Linked DNA regions of Hordeum vulgare: region 2 is linked to region 1. Evidence: chromatin contacts called from public Hi-C data. All regions are on one chromosome and are shown on one strand. Each heading gives the region's core, a stretch centred on a gene start, on an enhancer-like site or on the middle of the called end of the contact. The rest is flanking DNA. Distances are from core to core; before and after follow the strand shown.

What was found. A called contact is a pair of places that touch in the nucleus more often than the background predicts.
Region 2: a Hi-C map of leaf shows a contact between it and region 1, with 3 times the contacts expected there. The contact joins the promoter of LOC123430633 here to the promoter of LOC123427450 in region 1. A contact is called at or near these places in 2 of 6 Hi-C or Micro-C datasets (leaf and seedling) and 1 of 1 datasets of contacts at active chromatin or transcription factors (embryo).

Annotation. Positions count from the first base shown.
Region 1 is chr2H:583,453,769-583,459,188 of MorexV3_pseudomolecules_assembly, reverse strand. LOC123427450 (fasciclin-like arabinogalactan protein 10) reads right to left here and starts at 2,446. Exons shown (of 1, transcript XM_045111502.1): 1 at 851-2,446. The coding sequence starts at 2,370. The coding sequence ends at 1,078.
Region 2 is chr2H:583,974,589-583,980,008 of MorexV3_pseudomolecules_assembly, reverse strand. It overlaps LOC123430633 (cytochrome P450 704C1-like), which reads left to right and starts at 2,425. Exons shown (of 4, transcript XM_045114487.1): 1 at 2,425-3,434; 2 at 3,528-3,863; 3 at 3,966-4,169; 4 at 4,275-4,647. The coding sequence starts at 2,640. The coding sequence ends at 4,466.

The DNA of each region.
Region 1 (5,420 bases), core at 1,197-3,696:
TTTGAACTTCGCCCCAGAACCCCGAAAAATATAGAGCCGGCCCACGAGCTCTCGCTTTACAGGGACCACGGCTCCAGCGCCTCTGCGGCGCAAACGGGTAAAAGGGTTCGGCATGGGCCAGCGGTGTCGGGCTCGTTGCAGACGGCAGAGTCACATGATAGGCGCGGCGACCCCTGAACCAACGCTGTTGCTGCAGACCTGCAGTGGGTAAATTGGTAAAAGAAAAGGCAGTATAGCGAGAGGCGGTCAATTTTGCGTAGGAAATGTTTTGGAATTTCCAGCCATTTCGAAACCCCATTGCGCCACCGAAATTCAAAACACGTCGAGCTGCAATCTTCGGGTTGATTTGACGCGTCCGGTCTGCATTTTTATGCGGGAATGCCATCTTCTTTATGATCGTCCTGACTCCCTGCAGAAGATGACAAATTCGAAGCGGTTGCGGGCTTAATGGTCCACGATTTAGAAGGTTTTTGTGGTACAATCCTCTTAATGCGGTCACTGTCAGGCTATCACGTCACTGATAAGTACTTATCAAGTAGGCCAGCAGCACCCCATTTTTTGCCATGTGGCACACATCGGTCATGCAATGTACAACTGTTTTTTTTTCGGGGATGCAATGTAGTAGTACTGTTTAATGTGCAAATCGGTGATACGTGGTACTGGTACAGTGCATAGACCTACCAACGAACCAATGCATTTTTCCTCAAAAAAAAAAAAAAACCAACCAATGCATCAGTTAATTCGTAAGATCAAATCACAAGTAACTTCATCGATAATGCAAGATAACTGCATCTAAAGATATGGAATGGAGTTCTTGGCATGTGGAATGCATCCCCAACAGGAACGAGCATAGCAAAATCAAACTCAATAAACTTGTACTAGTACTACTACGCAGCTACTGAAACTACCAAGGAAGGTTATCACAATCGCCCAAATGATCCAAACCAGGAAGAAGTATAACAACTTCGGACGAGCATTTCAATGGCTCTAGAACTCACAAGCGAGACCGAGGTGCATCACATCATGCGTGCCCAGAGGAAAACAAAACGAGCGCTCGATGTCGAACGCTTGGGCGGATCAGAGGAGTGACGCGCCGACGAGAGCGACAGAGGCCACCATGGCCGCAATGCTCATGCCCACCGCGGTCGCGCCGTTCTTGCTGTCGGCCTTGTCCGCCTCCTCGTCTCCCTCCCCATCCGGCGCGTCGGCGGGGGCATTGTCAGGGGAATCGGCCGGCGGCGCGGGTGGGGAATGCGCTGGCGACTTACCTTTGGGCTTCTTCTTGTCGTGCTTGGGAGAGGGCGCCGGCGCGGAGGAGGTTTCCGGTGCAGGGGCCGACGCTGGTGAATCGGCTGACGCTCCGGGTGCCGGCGACGGGGCGCCACCGAAGAGCTCCGGCGGCAGCAGCACGCTGTCCACCGTGTGCACGGTCACCGGTGTGTCGTCCAGCACCGTGGACGCGACGCGGGACTTGTCCATGCCGGTGTCCATGGACACGTCGTCGCCCTTGGCAACCACGGAGAGGTCGTACTTGCCCTTGCCGGTGGAGGCCAGGGTCGGGATGCCGCCCTTCATGGTCTTGAGCGACGCCTTGGGCGCGTACTGCGGCAAGGCGTGGTACTCCAGCAGCGCCACGAGGTCGGCGCTGGAGAGCTTGCTGAGATCCGGCAGGCCCTTGGCCTGGAACGCGTCGTCGTTGGGCGCGAAGAGGGTGAGCCCCTTGTCCATGGCCGCCTGGTACGTCTTGATGACCCCGGAGGAAACGATGAGGCGCGCGAAGTGCTTGCAGCCGGCCTTCTCGAGGAGCGCGGTGAGGTTGGTGGAGGCGGCGGAGGGGGAGCTGAAGAGGCCGGGGAAGGTGATGGGGTCGGAGACCTCGAGGACGGAGAGGTTGTAGGGCTCCTCCTTGATGGACTTGGTGTAGGTGGCCTGGAACTTGGAGCCGGGCTCGGCGGAGGCGAAGCCGACCTTGCCGCCGCGGAGGCTGGTGATGTTGACGTGGCCCATGTCCCCGGAGGCGTCGCCGGTGGTCTGGTAGAGCGTGGTGGTGAGCTCGGAGCCGCCGTGGAGCGAGTGCAGCTTCTTGGGGTCGTAGTAGTCGAGGAGGGTGAGGAGGCGCAGCGCGTTCTTGACGTCGGCGAGGGAGAGGTTGGCGACGAGGGAGGACATGGCGCCGTTGGTGAGGACGAGGGAGGTGACGGTGCTGCGGCTGTTGATCTCGTCGCACACCTTGGTCTGCGAGAGGTAGTTGTTGTAGAGCGAGTACTCGGAGTAGCCGTCGAGGATCTCCGTGATGTTGTGGCCGCGGGTGGCGGCGACGGCGGCGAGGGACACGGCCAGGAGGACGAGGAGGCGGCGGCCGGCGGCCATCGCGGTGGTTGTGTGGGGAAACGCCGAAACGGGACGGGAGAGGTGTAACGCGTGCGTGGGTGGGGGTTTTAGCTTTCGTGCGCGGTGCGCCTGGGTTTTTGGCGTGTTGGGGTTGGGTTGAGGCCAGGCTGGGTTGGGTTACATTTCACCATGGTTAGGTTCCGGGTTGGGTGTGGGGCACTCATGTCTGAGCGGGTGCCAGCGCCTTGAGAGCTGTGATGATTTTCTGCGGTGGGGGTGACCGAAGACACCTTTGCTTCTGCCTCACGATTGGCCCCGTCTTCTGAAATTTGTTTACCACTTCCAAAATAGAAAATGTTGTTGTTTACAAAACAATCTGTATGTTTTTCATTTATTTTAGCACATGGATATGGTTTCTAAAAGTGAAATTTTCAGAATTTTTCCTCCATACACCTTGGACTGTTTTTGAAGGGTGCACACACGATACATCTATACTACTATTAAACAATCGAACAAAAATTACACTACACCCACCCCATCAAATGCCCCACACAAAAAAAACCAATCAGCACCCCACGATTAATCCCACAGATCTTAATCTAACATCCCTCGTTAATCCACCGTCTGCTGGGTGTACTTAGCAATTACAATTGGCTGAACATACTCCACCAACGAAACTCTCCCTCCCCGTCCGCCTCCTCCTCCCCCTCGTCGTCCGCCTCCCCCTCACCCCGATCTGGAACTGCTCCCGCAAGCCCTCGCCCCGCTCACCCCGATCGCCCGCCGCTCCTACTCGCCCCCGCTCGCCCAGCTGTCGCGACCCCTCCCCCCGCTCCCCGCCCCCGAGCCGCCCTCCTTTCCCGACCCGCCGCTGCGACCCTCCTCTCCCGTCACCGAGTACCGCCACCGTTGGCCCCGCGCCGCCGCCGCCCTCCTCTCCCGCCCTGCCATCGCCGCCCTGCGCTTCCGCTCGCCCCGCGCCGCTCCCCGCGCCCCGCTGCGCCGCACCCCGCTCTCCCCGCCCCGCGCCGCGCCCCGCTTGGCCGCCGCCGCCCCCGTGCCGCTCCCCGCTCGCCCCGCTCGACCATCCAGGTGCCTTTGTTTCTTGCCTTTCTTAAAAAAAATTATTTAATTAGCAGTGTTCTTAATATCTTGTATCATATACTTGTTGGGGAACGTCGCACGGGAAACAAAAAATTTCTTACGCGCACGAAGACCTATCATGGTGATGTCCATCTACGAGAGGGGATGAGTGATCTACGTACCCTTGTAGACCGTACAGCAGAAGCGTTAGAGAACGAGGTTGATGTAGTGGAACGTCCTCACGTCCCTCGATCCGCCCCGCGAACAATCCCGCGATCAGTCCCACGATCTAGTACCGAACGGACGGCACCTCCGCGTTCAGCACACGTACAGCTCGACGATGATCTCGGCCTTCTTGATCCAGCAAGAGAGACGGAGAGGTAGAAGAGTTCTCCGGCAGCGTGACGGCGCTCCGGAGGTTGGGTGATGACCTTGTCTCAGCAGGGCTCCGCCCGAGCTCCGCAGAAACGCGACCTAGAGGAAAAACCGTGGAGGTATGTGGTCGGGCTGCCGTGGAAAAGTCGTCTCAAATCAGCCCTAAAACCTCCGTATATATAGGTGGGAGGGAGGGGGCCTTGCCTTGGGGTCCAAGGACCCTCAAGGGGGTCGGCCGAGCCAAGGGGGAGGACTCTCCCCCCCCCCCAAACCGAGTTGGACTAGGTTTGGTGGGAGGGAGTCCCCCTCCCTTCCCACCTCCTCCTTTTTTTTTCCTCTTGATTTTTCTTCTCTTGGCGCATAGAGCACTTGTGGGATGTCCCACCAGCCCACTAAGGGCTGGTGTGTCTCCCCCAAGGCCTATGGGCTTCCCCGGGGTGGGTTGCCCCCCCGGTGAACTCCCGGAACCCATTCGTCATTCCCGGTACATTTCCGGTAACTCCAAAAACCTTCCGGTAATCAAATGAGGTCATCCTATATATCAATCTTCGTTTCCGGACCATTCCGGAAACCCTCGTGACGTCCGTGATCTCATCCGGGACTCCGAACAACATTCGGTAACCAACCATATAACTCAAATACGCATAAAACAACGTCGAACCTTAAGTGTGCAGACCCTGCGGGTTCGATAACTATGTAGACATGACCCGAGAGACTCCTCGGTCAATATCCAATAGCGGGACCTGGATGCCCATATTGGATCCTACATATTCTACGAAGATCTTATCGTTTGAACCTCAGTGCCAAGGATTCGTATAATCCCGTATGTCATTCCGTTTGTCCTTCGGTATGTTACTTGCCCGAGATTCGATCTTCAGTATCCGCATACCTATTTCAATCTCGTTTACCGGCAAGTCTCTTTACTCGTTCCGTAATACAAGATCCCACAACTTACACTAAGTTACATTGCTTGCAAGGCTTGTGTGTGATGTTGTATCACCGAGTGGGCCCCGAGATACCTCTCCGTCACACGGAGTGACAAATCCCAGTCTTGATCCATACTAACTCAACTAACACCTTCGGAGATACCTTTAGAGCATCTTTATAGTCACCCAGTTACGTTGCGACGTTTGATACACACAAAGCATTCCTCCGGTGTCAGTGAGTTATATGATCTCATGGTCATAGGAATAAATACTTGACACGCAGAAAACAGTAGCAACAAAATGACACGATCAACATGCTACGTCTATTAGTTTGGGTCTAGTCCATCACGTGATTCTCCCAATGACGTGATCCAGTTATCAAGCAACAACACCTTGTTCATAATCAGAAGACACTGACTATCATTGACCAACTGGCTAGCCAACTAGAGGCATGCTAGGGACGGTGGTTTGTCTATGTATCCACACATGTAAATGAGTCTTCATTCAATACAATTATAGCATGGATAATAAACTATTATCTTGAAACAGGAATTATAATAATAACTATATTTATTATTGCCTCTAGGGCATAATTCCAACAATACTTGCGTCCTAATTATCAAGATTGTTATTCTGCTTGTACATGATGAGCCATTCTTCTGAGAAACTACTCGTGTAAGCATATGCCTTTGTACAAGTTTTGTT
Region 2 (5,420 bases), core at 1,176-3,675, 520 kb before region 1:
CGATGAATGTCAAACGAAGGCAGAAACGAAGCAAATCTCTTATGTGGTGGTGTTGGTAATATTGTTTTATGTGGGTTTCTTTCTGTAAAGTTTGCTTGATGTGTCATGTCTGGGCCTTTCTGATAGTTTCCGCATGTATGTGAACGTCCTACAAATCACAGTTGTCATCCATCTTGCCGAACGCTCGATCACCCATGACGCAAGCGCATCGTGACTGTTGTCTATGTTGACAGGCGTTGATCGACAGTTTCGTTAAGAGCCTACTGACCGTCCTCGTGCGGAGGGCTTTCAAATTAATTCTGTGCAATTAACTGCTGCGTAATAAATTAATTGATTATGTACATGCTTAATTATATACATATCAAATTAATGGGCAATTAAAAAATTGTAATCTGATTATATAATTATATACAGTCTGAATTAACTGCATGCATAATCAGTTTATTGCATTAATGAGACAGTTTGCAAATTGATCTGACCGAGAAATATATATATTTAAATGAACCTAATTAATTGCACATTTAGTTATTTTGCTACTCCCTCCGTCACGGTTTAGAAGGCACAGTTAAACTTGCGTGCGTTTTCAAAATAGACAAGATTTAAGGCGCGATAGCAATTACTTCTATTAGTTAGTACTAATACTACTCATGCATGCGTCCTCCCAATTTGCTGCTCACACATTAGTAATAGTATTTTCTCAGTTAATTAGGCGCATTAGCATTTACACCTGCTACATCTTACAACCAATCTATGACTAACTTGGTTCCAGAGATTTTTCAAACGTGTCTTCTAAACCGTGACGGAGGGAGTAACTAATTACATTTATGGTTTGATTTTCAAATAGATCTAAATGGTTACATGCATATTAGCCGAGTATATAAAATTTGACATAAAAAAACAAAAATATAGGTCATAAGAACATAAAATTTATATTTGATGTATATTTTATGCTATGTTTTTAAGTTTGTAACTTTACATAGCATGAAATATTTTTTACGGTAATTTTTTTTCTTATTTTATCTTTTTAGGTATGAAAAAAAAAATTGCGAACCGTAAAAATATGGTGCATTAATGGGAAAATAAATGGGGATGAAGAATAAATATTCCTCACCGAATGATACATCCTACCATCCAGGGCTAGTTACCACGCATGTTCCATATACTATCATGCGTTAGTTTATGTACTTATTTATCATTTTAATTACGTTTATATATTATATATATGAGTTTTCAAAGTGGGTTACATGAAAAAATACAAGTTAACCCATTGTTTTTATTATATTTGTGAAATACGTATATATTTGTACGTAAAAAAGAGCATACATAAAATATGATATATAGTGCAAAAAGTTATGTATATACTATCTTAAACATTATTATATACTCCCTCCGTCCCAAAATTCTTGTCTTATATTTGTTTAGATATGAATGTATCTAGTCATGTTTTACTATTTTGATACATCCATTTCTAGACAAACCTAAGACAAGATTTTTAAGACGAAGGGAGTACTACATAGTACACGTACATACACTCTGATTTGATAGATAGTACATACAACATACAAAATGCAAGTGATGGTATACAATATAGAAACTTTATTCATCACCCAGGATGCAGAATAGTTTTTTCTTCATCCGAGTTAATATAATAATCAATTTATATGTAAATTATATTAAAATAAAAATAGTTATATTTATATTAGATCATTAAGTAAAATTTGACAAAAAAAATATAGGTCACAAGACTAGGAAAAAATTATTATTTTTTTGCATTTTTGCACTTTTTTTTATGTTCGTAAATTTGCGTGACATAAAGTATTTTAATGTTGATTATAATTTTTAGGTCTCTTTTACGTATAAAATAAGACAAAATTTACGAAACATAAAATTACGGTGCGTTGATGTTAAAATAGAGAAGGATGAAGGATAACTATTTCCTCATCCAGGATGTGAATAGCGTGTATATATATAGAGACACACACATGAAAATATATTGAATGGTGATTTCAATGGTTTTTTTTTCTTTTTGCAATGAGTGATTTCAATGGTATTGATTTGGTATTGTGAATGTTAATAATTTTTTGTTTGGACTTGGTCAAAGTTTAAAAGTTTGACTTGAGACTAATATGCGAGGTGATTGAAAATGGAAGGACTATTATTTTGCGGGAATCTATTGATTAGTATTATGTGACTGGTTCAAAGAAAATAAAATGGAAAATCTCCACGGGAAGCAGGCGAAATGAAGCGATGATCTACTCACATCTGACTGCTGCCTACTTTAAACATCAATTTGGCTGGTCCTGAATCCTGATGTGGGGTTTACAATTTACAACCCCAACTCTTGGATTTTTCCCAGGTTTTGGCTGTTCCTTACCGTAGTTATTAGTACCTTTTTTCGTTAACTCAAACGGCACGTCGACGAACCCATCTCAACGATCTGGCTTTCGTCTTCTCCACGTGTGTTGAAAACGAGAAGATGAGCCAAATTGCCAGTTAAAAGAAGAGAACAAGGCGCCTTCCTGAAATTGTGTGCATCTCACCCGCAGTCTCGCACCCAAGCCTTGATCCTCCTCAATCCACACGGCACACGCCACGCGCCAGCACGCCCGGCGTCCTCGCACCGGTGACCCGTCACGGCCATGGGTTCACCGTTGAGCCAGCAGCCCACGCTGCTGGCGCTGTCGCTGCTCCTCCTGGCCCTCTACCTGGCGCGCCACGCCCTGCTCGGCAAGCGGCGGAAGTACCCGCCCGTGGCCGGCACCATGCTCCACCAGCTCTTCAACTTCGGCCGGCTGGCCGAGTACCAGACGGAGCTCTCCCAGAGGTACCGCACCTTCCGCATGCTCACCCCGACCTGCAACTACGTCTACACCGTGGAGCCCGCCAACGTGGAGTACATCCTCCGCACCAACTTCGCCAACTACGGCAAGGGCACCATGACCCACGACGTGCTGGAGGACCTCCTCGGCGACGGCATCTTCAACGTCGACGGCGCCATGTGGCGGCACCAGCGCAAGGTCGCGAGCTTCGAGTTCTCCACCCGGGTGCTCCGCGAGTACAGCAGCGGCGTGTTCCGCGACACGGCCGCCCAGCTCGCGGGCATCGTGGCCGCCGCCGCCGCCGCCGGGGAGAGGGCTGACATGCAGGACCTGTTCATGCGGTCGACGCTGGACTCGATCTTCACCATCGGGTTCGGGGTCAGCCTGGGCGCGCTCTCCGGGTCCAGCCAGGAGAGCGCGGCGTTCGCCAGGGCCTTCGACGACGCCAACGAGCAGGTGCTGTACAGGTTCTTCGACCCGCTCTGGAAGGCCAAGAGGCTGCTCAACGTCTCGTCGGAGGCCGCCATGAAGCGGTCGGTGCGCACCATCAACGACTTCGTGTACGCCGTCATCGACAAGAAGATGGAGCAGATGGGCAGAGATCAACAAGAATTCGTAAGCTTTTCCCTCTTGCAAACACTAAATTGCGCCGCCGCCTGGTAGGTGGCAGCAGCAAATCTGGCGTCGTGACATTTGCTGACTTGGCAGGCCAAGAAAGAGGACATCCTGTCGAGGTTCCTGCTGGAGAGGGAGAAAGACCCCGGCTGCTTCGACAACAAGTACCTCCGGGACATCATACTCAACTTCGTGATCGCCGGCCGCGACACGTCGGCGGGGACGCTGTCGTGGTTCCTCTACGTGCTGTGCAGCAAGCAGCGCATCCAGGACAAGATCGCGAGGGAGGTGCGGGAGGCCACCACCGGCGACCGGCACGTCGGCGCGCAAGAACTCACGGCGTGCCTCACAGAAGACGCCATCAGCAACATGCCGTACCTCCACGCCGCGCTGACGGAGACCCTCCGGCTGTACCCGGCTGTGCCCATCGTGAGTCAGCTCACCCGATCCCTACCCCTAGCGCATTATAAGTAATCTACTTCTGTGCTGTGTGGACCGGGCGTCACCATCAGTATGGTTTTGTTGGTGTAGGATGTCAAGTACTGCTTCTCGGATGACACGCTGCCGGACGGGCACGCCGTGAGGAAAGGGGACATGGTGAACTACCAGCCGTACCCGATGGGCAGGATGAAGTTCCTGTGGGGCGACGACGCCGAGGAGTTCAGGCCGGAGAGGTGGCTCGACGGCGACGGCGTGTTCGTCCCGGAGAGCCCCTACAAGTTCACGGCCTTCCAGGTGAGCACGCGTAACCAAATCATCACAGGACCAGACTACGACCTGAACCGTACAGAGCTATCCATATTCACGTGACGTTTACGTTTGTCGTGGTGTCTGGCATAGGCGGGGCCTCGGATCTGCTTGGGGAAGGAGTTTGCGTATAGGCAGATGAAGATATTTGCGGCAGTTCTTCTCTACCTCTTCAGGTTTGAGATGTGGGAGGGCGAGTCGACGGTGGGGTATCGCCCCATGCTCACGCTCAAAATGGATGGCCCGCTCAACGTTCGTGCGTCGCCCCGGCGAGCAAGCGGGTAGCGTGCTTGCTATCAAGATGTCCAATCTCGAAAGTTTGTGCATGTTTCGGTGTTCCATTCTGTTTGAACTTCGATAATATGATGATGTGCATATAACAATGCGGCCTCTTTTTGTAATCCAAGCACTTCATAAGCTGTACATATAACAATGGCATACAGTTCAGAAGTTGTTCATGCACTTATTTATACCCGAGCAGTTGTACGCTCTATAGACTCTACTCAAATAGTTGATGCAAGGTTCGGCAAGTTAACCATGATTACTGGCTAAAAGGTAGCTTTGATTCAAGAAAAGATCTCACTTTCCATTAGAAAGGTTCAAATCAACACCCCCTTCTAAAAAAGAGAGAGAGATCCTAGCCGCCAACAAGATCAATCTCCTTCCCGGCTCTCCTCTATGCATTCGTTTGTTGTTTCGACGCCGGGGACGAATGGGAAGCCATTCTCGTCTCTCCTCTTTATGTAGTGGGTTTTAGTCTCATGGCCATGTTACTCCGGTAGTGATGTCGGTATCATCTCGAATAAAAGTCCCTCGACCCTAATTCAGTCTCGGTGATGTTTACTATGGCATTGCCAAGGAGTCTAAAAGTTTCCATCCCTATTGTTCTTCATGGCTGACATGTTGATTATTTGTGTTATCTCGTTACGTAGCTCCATGTGCATCATAAGCAACAACATAATGTTCTTTGACAAACTCTTTGTTCATGGCATTGCGAGCAAGATCACTCGCTTGGTCAGACGATACTATCAGTGACGCATCCCAAGGCCGGGTGATTCCCTGCTGATATGCATGGCACAATTGCCAATCTATGCCATACATGAAGGTCTATTACCACGTTGATTCAATGATAAATATTTCTCTACAAATCTTTGCACGTACACGAGTGACTGGAACTCGCGATGTTATCCATTGGAGGTGAGAGCTATGGAGGTGCAATAATAACAAGTTTAGTTGAGT